2 separate regions of the Anser cygnoides genome follow, and region 1 is linked to region 2. A link is a contact called in public Hi-C data. All regions are on one chromosome and are shown on one strand. Each heading gives the region's core, a stretch centred on a gene start, on an enhancer-like site or on the middle of the called end of the contact. The rest is flanking DNA. Distances are from core to core; before and after follow the strand shown. Region 1 overlaps KIF20B (kinesin family member 20B). Region 2 has its middle 6.2 kb from the start of HECTD2.

Region 1 (5,880 bases), core at 2,961-5,460, 350 kb before region 2:
AAGATAAATGGAATTTTGTATGTTCTTAGCATTTTGTCGCTTCTAATCAAGCGTCGTTAAAATGGTCTCTGTCCTATAAACATCTGGTTAAAAGAGAAGCTGTTTTCAGAATGAAATTTGCCTATTATGGGAAAAAAACATGTAGTTGATTACATGGGTCTAGAAGTGTATGTCAGCCTTCTATAAAGAAAAAGATGAGTAACTCTTGAAATATCTTTTTCAGACTTTGATAGAACAAAATGAGAAGGAAAGTGATCATCTAATCATCAAGCGACGGCTCCGATCAAAACCAGCTAAATAATCTTGAAGCATGTTTGTACTTCCTAGTTAAGACATAGTTCTATTGTATTGTTTTAGTTGATTGTATATAGGAGGTAATAGATACTTTGTCATGCTACTAAGCTTGTATATAGATATGTAGAATATTTCTGATGGTTTCAAGGTTTGACTCCATTAAAATTGAAATTAGCTCAAGAAAGCTTGTATCTTTGGCTCTTTTTTTCCCGTAGGAACTGTTCCTTAGTTACCCATTGTGCAGTGATAACTATGCCTGTGCAGAATGGCTTAAATTCTTGTTTTCAGGTGGCTGGTATACTTACCCTAAATTTGGGGTGGGGATGTTAGGGGGAAGAGTACACATCATGACTTGTGCATCCTTAAATTCTTTAATACTCTTTCTTCAGGGGTTATAATATCCATAAATGTAATCTGCTATTTCAAGTGACACAGTCTGGTGTAGACATCTGAAAGCTTATTCTAACCATCCAGTCTTCAACTAGAACAGGTACTTCTTGTGCTAAGGTTTTAGTTCATAATCAAGTGACTGTTCTTCTCCAGCTCTTCTGTTTTCTGCTGTCTGGTCCAGGTATCTGGACTGAATTCTTTCAGGACTATAGACGAGTACAGCAGTGAAGACTTACCTGAGGTAGATGTTACTGATTTTTAGACAAGTGTCATAGCTGGAGGCATAGTAAATATACAAAGTCAAGTCATGTAACACTCTTATACAATAGGGTGTACTTGCCATGTTTATTCTTTGTCTTTCTCAATATTTCATCTGCATTATTCCATGTTTAGCAGATGTTTTCAGTCAGCTGTGCATCTTGACCCCTAACTTGTTTTTCCTGAATAATTTCAGTTAATTTTAGAACCCATCAGTGTGTGCTTGTTTAGCTGGGTTGTTCCTTCCATTGTGTGTAACCTTGTGCTTGCCTGTAGTGAGATTCATATTCCGTCATGTTGCTTTGAAAGACAACTTGATTGCTCCTCATTAAATCATCAGAGGCTTATAGCTCTTGTTTTAACCCCCCCCCCAAAAAAGAAAAAATATATATTTACAAGGTAAAATGCAGGATTGGAAGGATGTTACATTACTTGATTTTTGGATGTATGATTTTTTTATTGATTGAAATGTGTGGGAAGTAATTGAAATACCTTCAGCCACTTGACATCTCTGAAATTGCCGATTGATAGTGTTTGTTCTTCCCCCTACCAAATGTAAAGTTTCATAGTTTCAAATAATTTATTCTTTTAGCTTTTGTGGGTAAAAAAAAAAAAAGCAAGTGACAACTTTATTTCAATTAATTGCTCTGTTAAATTGCAATTTAGTCATCTGTGCATCTAACTAGAATACTGATGCTATTAACTAAGTCAAGCTACTACAACCTTCAGGAATTCTACTGCATTTCACCATCTGTATTGTCAACTTTTCTAAATTCTCGTACTTAGTATTAGAAGCTCAACAGTGTTGCTGAGCTATATGGAAGCTATATTTTTCCAGAAAGAAAGCTGTTCTTTCTGGAAGCCATTTGAATAGGTGTTTCTAACATATTCACTGAGTACTGAGCATTACAGTACCTGTACTTATGCACACAATTTTAATATTTGTCTATTTCACTTACTCTAGGGTATTTTATTGCTAGGATAGCCTCTGTAATTGTAAAAACTGCACTGAATTAAATTCATAAGTGTAGATGTGGTCATCATACTTCATGATTAGGAATTTCTAATATCTGCAGAGGTAACACGTTCTCTTTGCTTTCTTTGGTCAAGGGATAATGATTTTTGTACTTACTTCCTACAAGCTGTTGAAGGTTGAGCCTATATGTTAGCCTAGAAAATGAATCATGCTCTGTGTACTCCATTGTCCATGTCAGGATTATCAGTTCCCTCATGAGGAGGAAGTATGTGACTGTAAAAATGTGATGTTTTCAAAAAAAAAAAAAAAAAAAAAAACCACTAGGAAAGCACTTGTTTGATGCTATAATATATCAAAATGTTCACTTTCAATTCTTTGGAAGTAACAGGAAATACCTTTTCTTAGCCAGGATTATAGCTGGCTTGACATCATCCTCCTTTCAGCTCCTCTTCTGGAGGACTAAGCAAAAAGGTGTTTTAGAACATCTTCGTCTTCTGACTTTTGCTGATAAATACTGTAGTTAAGTAAAAGCTGAGCATGAATATACCTCTTCATTTATTCTAACCTTTCTGTTCAACTTAATTGTTTGGCTTGGAGTAAAGAGAAGACATCTGATATTTAAATCTTCCTTGTTGTCTCCTGAACTTTTCCATCTGCAGGAAGGCATAACCCAACGGTGTTGTGTGATGCATCTTGTGCATCAGCTGAAGAGGAGAAGAGCTTCTAACTATGAAACTGGGTCAAGCAGTACTGATATCCTAAGAGAACTCAAATCGCACAAAGGAAAGTCTCTTGGGGTAGCAATAGTAACTTCCCCTATTTTTTTTCCAAATTTGAGGAGATCTAGTTTCTAGAACTATCTGAAATAAGACAATGTAGTTTGGTATTGATTGTTTTCATGTATTGAGAAATTCTGATACTTAAAATGAAGTTTCCTTTTCCCAGGAAGAATAAGCTTAGATCACTGTAACTTCAATAACAAGCTTAGCCTCACTTTTTGTTGTTTCCCATACAAAGAAGGAAACTTATGTAGTGTGGAACATTTCAATTTCAGATTTAACACCAGAGTTCTGCTAAGTGTTTTGTACAGGCACACTATTGTCTCTCGATCTCTCAATTTAGTTTTAAATTTGAAGGTAGTGAAATACCATTTTTATGTGAGCAGCAGCAAGCTGGAGCCACTTTAAATCACCTGTCAGCATACACCTCTCTCCTAGGAAGAAAAATTACTTTCAAAGGTTGCAAAGGAGCTGTTATAGTATTTGGTCATTAAGTGCATGTTACAAAGTAAGTGTTCACACAGCAAGTGATGCAACACTGTGAAATAATACCTGATATTGGCTGGAAAAAGAAAAAAAAAACACATTTTTTTCAGAGAGAATAAGCTTCCAACAATTGATCAAGCAGTTTGTTTTAATAAATGTTCCTGAACATGTCTGTCACTGAATAGTTCCTTTCAAGCATGTCATGCTATAGGGGATAATGCTTAGAAAATAGCATGTGTTATAGTTGTATCAGGCTGTCTAATTTTTTCAATGGGTAAGTCACATCTTGAAAAGACTATTCCTTGCTTAACTTTGGCTAATTTGGGGGATGAACGATTTTCGTTTTTCCCCTCCTCGTGGCACCCTGATTATGGTCATAGCAAAGCCTTCTGGAAGGCTAATTCTACTGGAAGGCACTACTTCATAGATCTCAGGCTTTCCTTTGGCAAAAGAAAACAGGGAGGAGCAGTGGCAATGTGATCAGACAGTTCACTAAATGAGGGTAACTCTCCAGAAGTTAGAGCATGGATTTAGTTTTTTTTTTTTTTGCTCGCTTCTCTGAGAAGCAGAGTATTTTGGGGGTGTTTCTTCAGTCACAGGATAGTTTCCTATAACATGCAAGTACTTGAATGTTCTTGCAACTTGATTAGTGCTGTGAAAGAACCAAAATCAAGAAAAAATGTGCCTGCTTGGGTGAGTACGTGCATCTGCAGGCCCGGTTAACTCGAGCCTTCCCTACAACAGCGCCGTCCCCACAAGATGGCGCTGAGGCACTCTGCTTCGCCTCGGCGCTTGCAACTGCGATCCTTAGCTGGGAGGGGAGGGAGGGCAGAAACGTGTTTTTTGTCGTTTGTTGGTTTTTGTTAACTAATCCACTTCCCATCACGCTTAACCAAGTTTTGTAGAAAGTGCAGAACGAGATGTTGGTGAAATATATTCCATCTCTTTACTAAAAGACCTACTTCAACAGTTTTTCCCTACTGCAATGAATATTACACGTGCGCACCACCACTAAGCATACAGCTCTGTTATATATGATTTTCTTCTTCAGGACACATTTCATGTCAGACACTTAAAAGTCTGGAAGGCTGCAGAAGTCTGGGACTCCGCAGTTTTCAGCACAGGCCAGGTGAGGCCTGCTCCATGATGTAGTGCTGTGATTCCCCTGAAGGAGCTGAAGGGGTGCTGACTTGCACTGTTGGTAGTGGTAAATCCCTCATGGTGGTAAATTCCTCAGCTTCTGAGTTTGTCAGCTGTGGTGAGAATCTCTGTTGCAGCGGTTTCAGTGTCATACCTCTGTCACTGCTGGAGATGCATGTTCTACAGTTCTTCAACCATAAAATATCTGTTACCTTCACGTACCCACCCTACTTAGAATTGTACTGCTAATGTTAGGTTTCAATATGTAGTTCACCAATTTAGGTTTCTGTGCTGCTTCCTTTACTTGAATTAATTGAAAAGTATGTAATCAAAGTTCTTCTGAACCATCTAAAGTCAAAAGCTGGACTACCCTCTGAACATCCCTATACTGGCACCTAGCGTGTACAATGCTTTAATTTTTTTTTCAGTTTTCTTGTATATATTCAGAAAATTCAACTGTTTGAGCAGATGCACAGAGTAACCAAAGGCTCTATATTCTTCTTCATTTTACTGCAAGCATGTAATTCCTATCCAGCTATAATTCATAGCCAGTGACTGTAATAAAGCTGAGCTTCCTTCAGCACCTGATTTGCTGCTGGTTCAGTACCACATTCCATCTGTGGTCCATCTGGCTTCTACAAGAAACCTTAAATTATTTTTTTTTCTATTGTATGGTTTCTCACAGCAGGATTTCATGGAGAGGGAGGAATTTCAGAGTTGACCTCAATCTTCTGTGGAAGCCAATAGGAATAGGATTTCTTGCTGCTAATTCCAATTGGAGCAGTTAAAATAATGCTGCACACTTTTCAAAGCCTACCTTGGCTTGTAAAGCCAGATGTGCAAGCTCAAGAGAAGTCCATAGGTGAAATTGTTAAATGAATGTCTAGTGCTGTTCCCAGGTAAATGTGTTTGTAACTGTAACAACCTTTAAGACTTCCTCCTCAAACTTCTCTCAGAGAAGTGCAGAATTATTAATGACAGCTGTATGTTTACAGAAGTGGCATCAGTTTCATCATTAAATTCTGTGAAGTCCCATAAAGTGAAACCATTTACCAAGTCTGTCAGAAGCTATCAGCAAGCACACTGTCTCACAGGCACATAAATAAGGCCTTTAGCCTTGTTTCAGCTGTGTAGTATTATGTACACACATGCAAGCATCAGAAACCGCAGCAGAAGACTACCAGAACACCACTATCAAGATAAGCCCTTCAGTTCCCTACCGATATTGCGTCTTATCTGTTTCTCTAGTCAAACACTGCTAGGTTTTGTCTTCCCCATTGTTTTTGTCAATTTTAATAACAGAAAATGTTATTTATCATAAACTGATTATACCTCTAGATCATTTCAGTGAAAACTTAAAACTGTGGTTTTCAGGGTTGAGATAAAGAATTGGTTCGTATGTACTGATGCCTACTGTAGCCTGTTCATCTCTTGCTGCAGGCTAACATTTCAGAGGAGTTTATGCACTAATCCTTTATCTTTCTTACAAGAGAAATTCACACTGAAAAAATTCATTAGGCAGAAATAGAGGTCCTCCAAGGTTTAAGAGAAAGCATA
Region 2 (5,982 bases), core at 1,912-4,411:
GATTACCGTAGGTGTGCATTGCTAAATCTTGGCCACTGAGTAGAGCTTGATATGGTGTTGTTACTTATTATTCTGATGCACCTGAACATAATATAGAGTAATTCTTACAGGAAAAGGTATTGATGAATAGCTCTGTAAAGAGGAATAGCCAATGAATGTTGAAATTCTGTCATTTTTCAGAGGAAAAAGAAAGAGTAGTGAGAATATTGCATTATGTATGAGCAAATGCTCCAAATTTATAATCTTGTGACTGGCCTTGATTCATATTTGTGGCTAGTTAAATTCAGTGGAACTAAAGAATCTAAATTTCAAAAATATATATTTGTCTAACCATTTTGGTAAATTCTCTTTGTTTAACAAACAGATGGAGTGTTCCTCCCAAAAGGGACAGAATAAAGAAGTAATCATGCACATTACCTTGTATTGGCAGAAGTGCTTCTAACAAGAGTAAATTGCTCACTGGAAAAAAATATACTTATGAATTTAAGATCATATTAAATGAGTAAGTTGAACTGAAGCCTCATCAAAATCTTTGTATCCTGTAAGTATTCTTAAAATCTAGAAAATTAATTAAAACCTACACATCATAATAGGGGGCACTTTCGATTTACATTTAAACATGTTTGCAAATAATCATGTGTGTATTGCCTCCATTTGCTACGAATGGAAACTTGCGCTTGAGGCAGGTCCCTGACCAGATGGGACCTCGTTAGCTGTGTTCTCTCTCCCCTCCTGTCTTCCAAGGTGCTCAGAAAAGAAAGCGAGCAGGGTGTACAACATGTTTACACTAACCTGCCCTCTTCTGCCACTGTCGGCAGGGCACCCTGTCCCATATTTTATAATCTCCTGATTTCATTTGCTAGCCTACTAGAACTCAGATTTGATAACTTCAGAATGCGGCAGAAGACATTTTTTTACCTGTGCGAAATGGAGCAATTTGCTTTACCTGTGGTTATATGTCTGGTTTATTATGTGAGGGGCAGTTTTTGGCCATTCAAACAGTGTTGTAGATCGCTGAACGTAACATTTGTTGGCATAGATCTGTTTTCTTAACTGTGATGCCTTGGACTTCAATACTCAGTAAATGTGATTGTGGATGTAGAGCAGTGCCCTGCAGCAATCACTCAGAGGAGGCTCTTCCTTGCCTACATGGGAGCATTAGAGGCCCTCCATGGTGCTGAGGATTTTGTCAGCAATATGTCATCACTTTTGGTATTGTTGTACTCACTTCAGGTGTTTTGTCTTTTTTTTTTTTTTTTTCCCTTATGGTGAATACACAAGGATAGTTCTATTTCACCACAAATGAGTGTTACTAACAAATTTTGTCAAGGGACACTGCCCTTGGGTTATTACTACAGTGCTATTACCTGTCTTATTCCTCACTGATCAGGGCTGTAGGGTTAGAGAATGGAGGGAGGGAGGAAGGTGATACGGTAAGCTTTTATATAGTTAAAAGAGCCAAAAAACTAAGACATCTGCAACTACTGCATAAATAAGCCATTTGACACCTTTAATAGCTTTAACACACTTTTTGGAATAAAATTAGCATCTGTGCTGACAGCTTACATGCCAAGTTTCAGCCTGATGCAAATTTGAAAAGTCCTGGATAAAAACTGTGAAAAATCCAGAGTTTATAAACACTACCTGATCCTAACTGACATTCTAAATAGACGGTAGTTAAGCTGCAGTATTTATATAGTACACTACCTCATACGCTGGAAAGACAGAAAGTAATCACCTTCTTTAGAAGTGCTGCACCAAGTATATGACTGGGTCATCTGAAAGGTTATTATAAATAGAACGACTTAGCTGAATACAAATGACATTATAACTTGGCAGCACTGTTTTGGGAAGGAGTCTGTACTCCTGCTGTGATCTCCAGTAAATCAGACACCTCTGTACTCAGTAACAGTGCATTCTGCAGTATCAGCTGAAAATACGGGAGATGGTGCTATATGCACAGCCACTTCCTCACCCCTCTGTGCTTCACAGCACAGGGCAGATCTGCACCCATCTTGCTATCTGCCTCTTCCACGGGTCAGAGGTCTACAGGAAGCTCCGCAACACCTCCCCTCTGCTCACTTCTTCTTCCAGAGAGGTCAGAGAGTGCAAGGTGGAGGAACGGGATGAGCCCCTTCCATCACCCAGATGGAAAAGGGAAGTGATGCTCTGCTCACACACCGGCACTGGCCAATGACACTGTGAGATGAAGCCACTCTCAAGAAAAAAAGCCTTCAGGTTTATTTTTGGAAGAGAGTTTTGAGTTTCAAGACTAGTAATAATTTATAGAGGGACCTGGTATAGCTGTTAGTTTCAGTATCTCTTATCTACACACGAGAAGTGTTTAATGCCAGGATTCTTTACTCCTTTGCTTTGTGTCTTGGGGACTCCACATAGCGTGGGTCTACAGACCCAGTGAGGGTCTACAAGGTTATGCAGAGGGGAAGATCTTTGTGAGCAATTTTGTAAGCTTTATTTATTTATTTATTTATTTTAAGGAGAGTAAGTGCGGGTAAAGTACAAATAGGAAACATTTCTTAAAAGAGAACTACTCGGGAAGAGGTCATATACAGCAGTGCTATTATCTAGAACAATGCTTTGCTTTTACAAAGTTTCTACCACTCAAGTTAAACACCACTTCTTTTATAGAGGAATTCTATTTCTTTTATAGAGGAATTCTGTATGGGACAAGGGCAGAAAACATGATTATTAACCACTGGGTGAACATTTCCTCTGAACATGATGATTGAAAACCACAGAAGCAAAACAGCATTATTTGTTCATTTAGTAAGTAAACTCAGTTGCCATTATATTTAGTTGTGTTAGCATCACTCCTTTTGTTCCACACACACCGATGGGACTTTGTGCTTTAAGTTTGAAAAGGAGGTTTACTGGAATAGAGGCTGTTTAGGATGGAGCAAGTTTTGGTTGAAGATGAGTATTTCTGTGAAAGAAGTTAGTCAGAGAACAGGGAGCTGCTGGTGCCAGAGCCTGCGCTGCCCGAGGACGTGTCCCGCAGGCGGCTGTAAGGCAGAGCTGCAGGTGGATCCACACCTGCCTGCAGCTGCGTGTGAGGAGCAGGATCTGGGGAGAAACATCCTCAGGGCTTGCTCCACTGCAGCGACAGCCCTACCAGCATCCAGCAGCAGAGGCCCCCCTACGCTTTGGGTTCCCGGAGGCTTGTAGCAACACAAAACGAGCAGGGCTGGTTTACTTTACAGAGCAGCCTGAAACGCAAGGCAGATTTCACCAGCAAGAACTGTGCCTTTCTGAGGGTGGGGGCAGTATCTGACCCACCCCTCTGATTTTAGTCAGTGTTCTGGGGCTGCCCGTCCCTTCTTCCCTGCGAGATTCAAGGCCACTGCAAGTTGCTTGGACTTCCATTTATAAAAGTTAGTTATTGTCTTTAAAAAGAAATAGGAAACACGACGAAGCCGGTCACATTCCGACATTACAGAGGGAACACCAGATAATGCATTAAAGGTATGAAATGCTCAGCAGCCTTCAAGCACCCAGCTCTTAGTCCTGCCACAGTAAATCACCCTACGAGGTGAACTGTAGCCCTGTCATCTGCCCTAACAGTTTCCAAGATGTGCAAAGAACTGCATACCTAACCCGATCCCACACTTCTTATTTTCGAGGCTCAAAACCCGAACATTTCTCTGTGCTCACTGCGAGCCCTGGTCTGCAGCCTGGGCTAGATGCTGGAGGCAGCTGCAGCCTCGGCCTCCGCCGACCTTCTCCCGGCTCTGCTCCTTTCTGCTCAGCCTCAGAAGCAGAGAGGACAAGCAGATTGAAATGATTTACCTTTTACCTCCCACTATTGCTTCAGTTCATGGACGTTCACTTTTTTAAAGCAGATCAGGCTGGTCACATAGCCCAGGAAGTATACAAAGGTCTGCAAAGCCACACTGAACAGCAATCTTAATTCTAATTAGTATTTTTTAATTTTATGAGTTGTATGATGACAAAGGTATACAAGCAACTTTCTGAATTAAAAATTACATACTGCCTCAGACCATCTCCTCTTTAGCATGGTATACTTTATTATTATTACTATTTCATGTTTGAATAGAAACAGGCTAAAATCCTGTGTCTAGTATCTGCCTCTATACCATTTAAAAATAATTTCCAGGTTGGACATGACAAAGACAGATGGTATCTCCTAGCCTCGGCTTTTGTCCCTTGCAGTCCCTGGGGGAAGATTATCCTACTGCTATGTCTCATAAGATTTCAAGTGAAGTTAACTGAAGACTGAAGTTTAAAGATTGAATATGGTGATTAAAATATAGTCAGGACAAAAGCCATTCCTAACTAACACCACTTTTCAGGAGAGAAAAAGAGAAACCCTAATAAAAGTCGTGTAGTTTCTAAGTTCACTCTCTTCGCTTGGTGAATTTTTCTCTAGTAGTCTCTCCTAGCGTTTGCATCCAGTGAGTTATCACAGATAACCTAACTCTGGACATCACTAAAATATCCACTGTGTTTCTAAAAATATAGGCCAATGATTTCTTTCAACCCAAAGGTCCTGTTCCCTGGCAAGGGGTAATTTAATATTCAGCTTGCTCCAGTAGACAAAAAAAAAGGGTTAATCACTGACCTAAAAAATCAGCTGTTGCCTAGGCACCAGTGACCACAAGCCTTTTACAGTTTGCTGGTACAAATACTGTATTGCACCAGCCAGTGATGACGAGGAACCTGAAATGCAAATGTAATGAGGCTGAAAAGGCAGAACTGCGTATTAGCTTTTCTTTCTGTGTACTAGGCAAGCACAAGAAGGATGTATCCCGTCGGATGATGCATCTTCAACCAAAACTTTACCATTTACAAAAGAGAAAGGTATAACTGAGTATCTGATGAGTCAAAACAACACCTCAGTAATTTGCATTAAGTGCCTCAGATGAATTAGCTGAGGAGGTCTCTGCACCACTTTCCTAAATGTTTGTAAACTCTTTAAAAAAATTCTGAACAGAGGAGAATAGACAAAAGGTAAGCGAGACCTTAGATCAGTACATCTAATGTTCATCGTAGGGGAAATTATGCAGACTTAGCTGGAGAGAGCTTGAGTGCACCTTGTGCACGTGCCCCTGGAAAAGAGGGAGCTTTTCTGCCTTACAGGTAAAGGCACCTGATCCAGGGATGAAAAGGTAGACTAAGACAAGCTCAAGCTTGACATAAATTCCTCTTCCCAGCAAGAATACTAACCATGAATCGACTAGCTTGTCAACAATGGCAGATGGATTTACAATCATTTGGATTCCGTAGGACAAAATTTCAAAAATTTACGCCTTAGTCCAACTTCAAGGGAAAAGGACAGCTGCCAACAAGGGAGGTCAGGCAAGACTGGGATCATCCTTATGAACCCTGAGGATGTCTTGGACCAGGTATGACTTGTGGGCAGACATGGACTTCCATCTTCCCTAGAAGGTGATGTGGGCAGGTGGCATGGGAGGGTAGAGCAGCTCGGGAGTTCAGAAGTCGTGTGGTCTCTGATTTTGACATGATTCACATGGCACGTATGGTGAGGCCTCCAACTGAGTCGGCAGAGTAACGGGTGGGTTTCAGTGGCATCCTGCCTGAGTTCTGTTAAAAGGTCACTGAAAAAGATGCTTTTTTGTAAAACATTTCTATTTCAATGAATCAGGTCTTTCTGTTGAAACTGAAATGTTTTGCCGAAAACCTGTTGTGTTGGAAAACTCCCAACCATTTATCTCTCTCCTACTCCCATAGAGAGGAAATGGGTTGTCTCCAGCTTTTGCTTCCCCTTTCAATGTTTCAGCCATCCTGTGCTTCCCCTTGCGCCCACTCAGGGTCCATCTCATAAAGCACACATCTGCTGAAGGTCCAAATATTTTTGTACTAGGAAGTGTGTAAGATATTCAGAGTATGATAAGGAAGAAAAAGTACTGCTCAATAAGAAAGAAAGACAGAATAGCTGTGTGACAAGAGTGTATCAGCAACCAAACAAAAATTCAGCCTATC

What was found. A called contact is a pair of places that touch in the nucleus more often than the background predicts.
Region 1: a Hi-C map of granulosa cells shows a contact between it and region 2, with 1.6 times the contacts expected there. The contact joins two enhancer-like sites. A contact is called at or near these places in 2 of 7 Hi-C or Micro-C datasets (granulosa cells and liver).

The regions. Positions count from the first base shown.
Region 1 is chr7:17,990,406-17,996,285 of Taihu_goose_T2T_genome, reverse strand. It overlaps KIF20B (kinesin family member 20B), which reads left to right. Exons shown (of 34, transcript XM_067001080.1): 34 at 224-478. The coding sequence ends at 301. Among named protein-coding and RNA genes, the nearest start is that of KIF20B, 42 kb to the left of the region's middle. Within about 2 kb of position 4,210, at least 1 of the 3 cell types and tissues checked has open chromatin away from gene starts, as enhancers often do.
Region 2 is chr7:17,635,155-17,641,136 of Taihu_goose_T2T_genome, reverse strand. No RefSeq gene overlaps it. Among named protein-coding and RNA genes, the nearest start is that of HECTD2, 6.2 kb to the right of the region's middle. Within about 2 kb of position 3,161, at least 1 of the 3 cell types and tissues checked has open chromatin away from gene starts, as enhancers often do.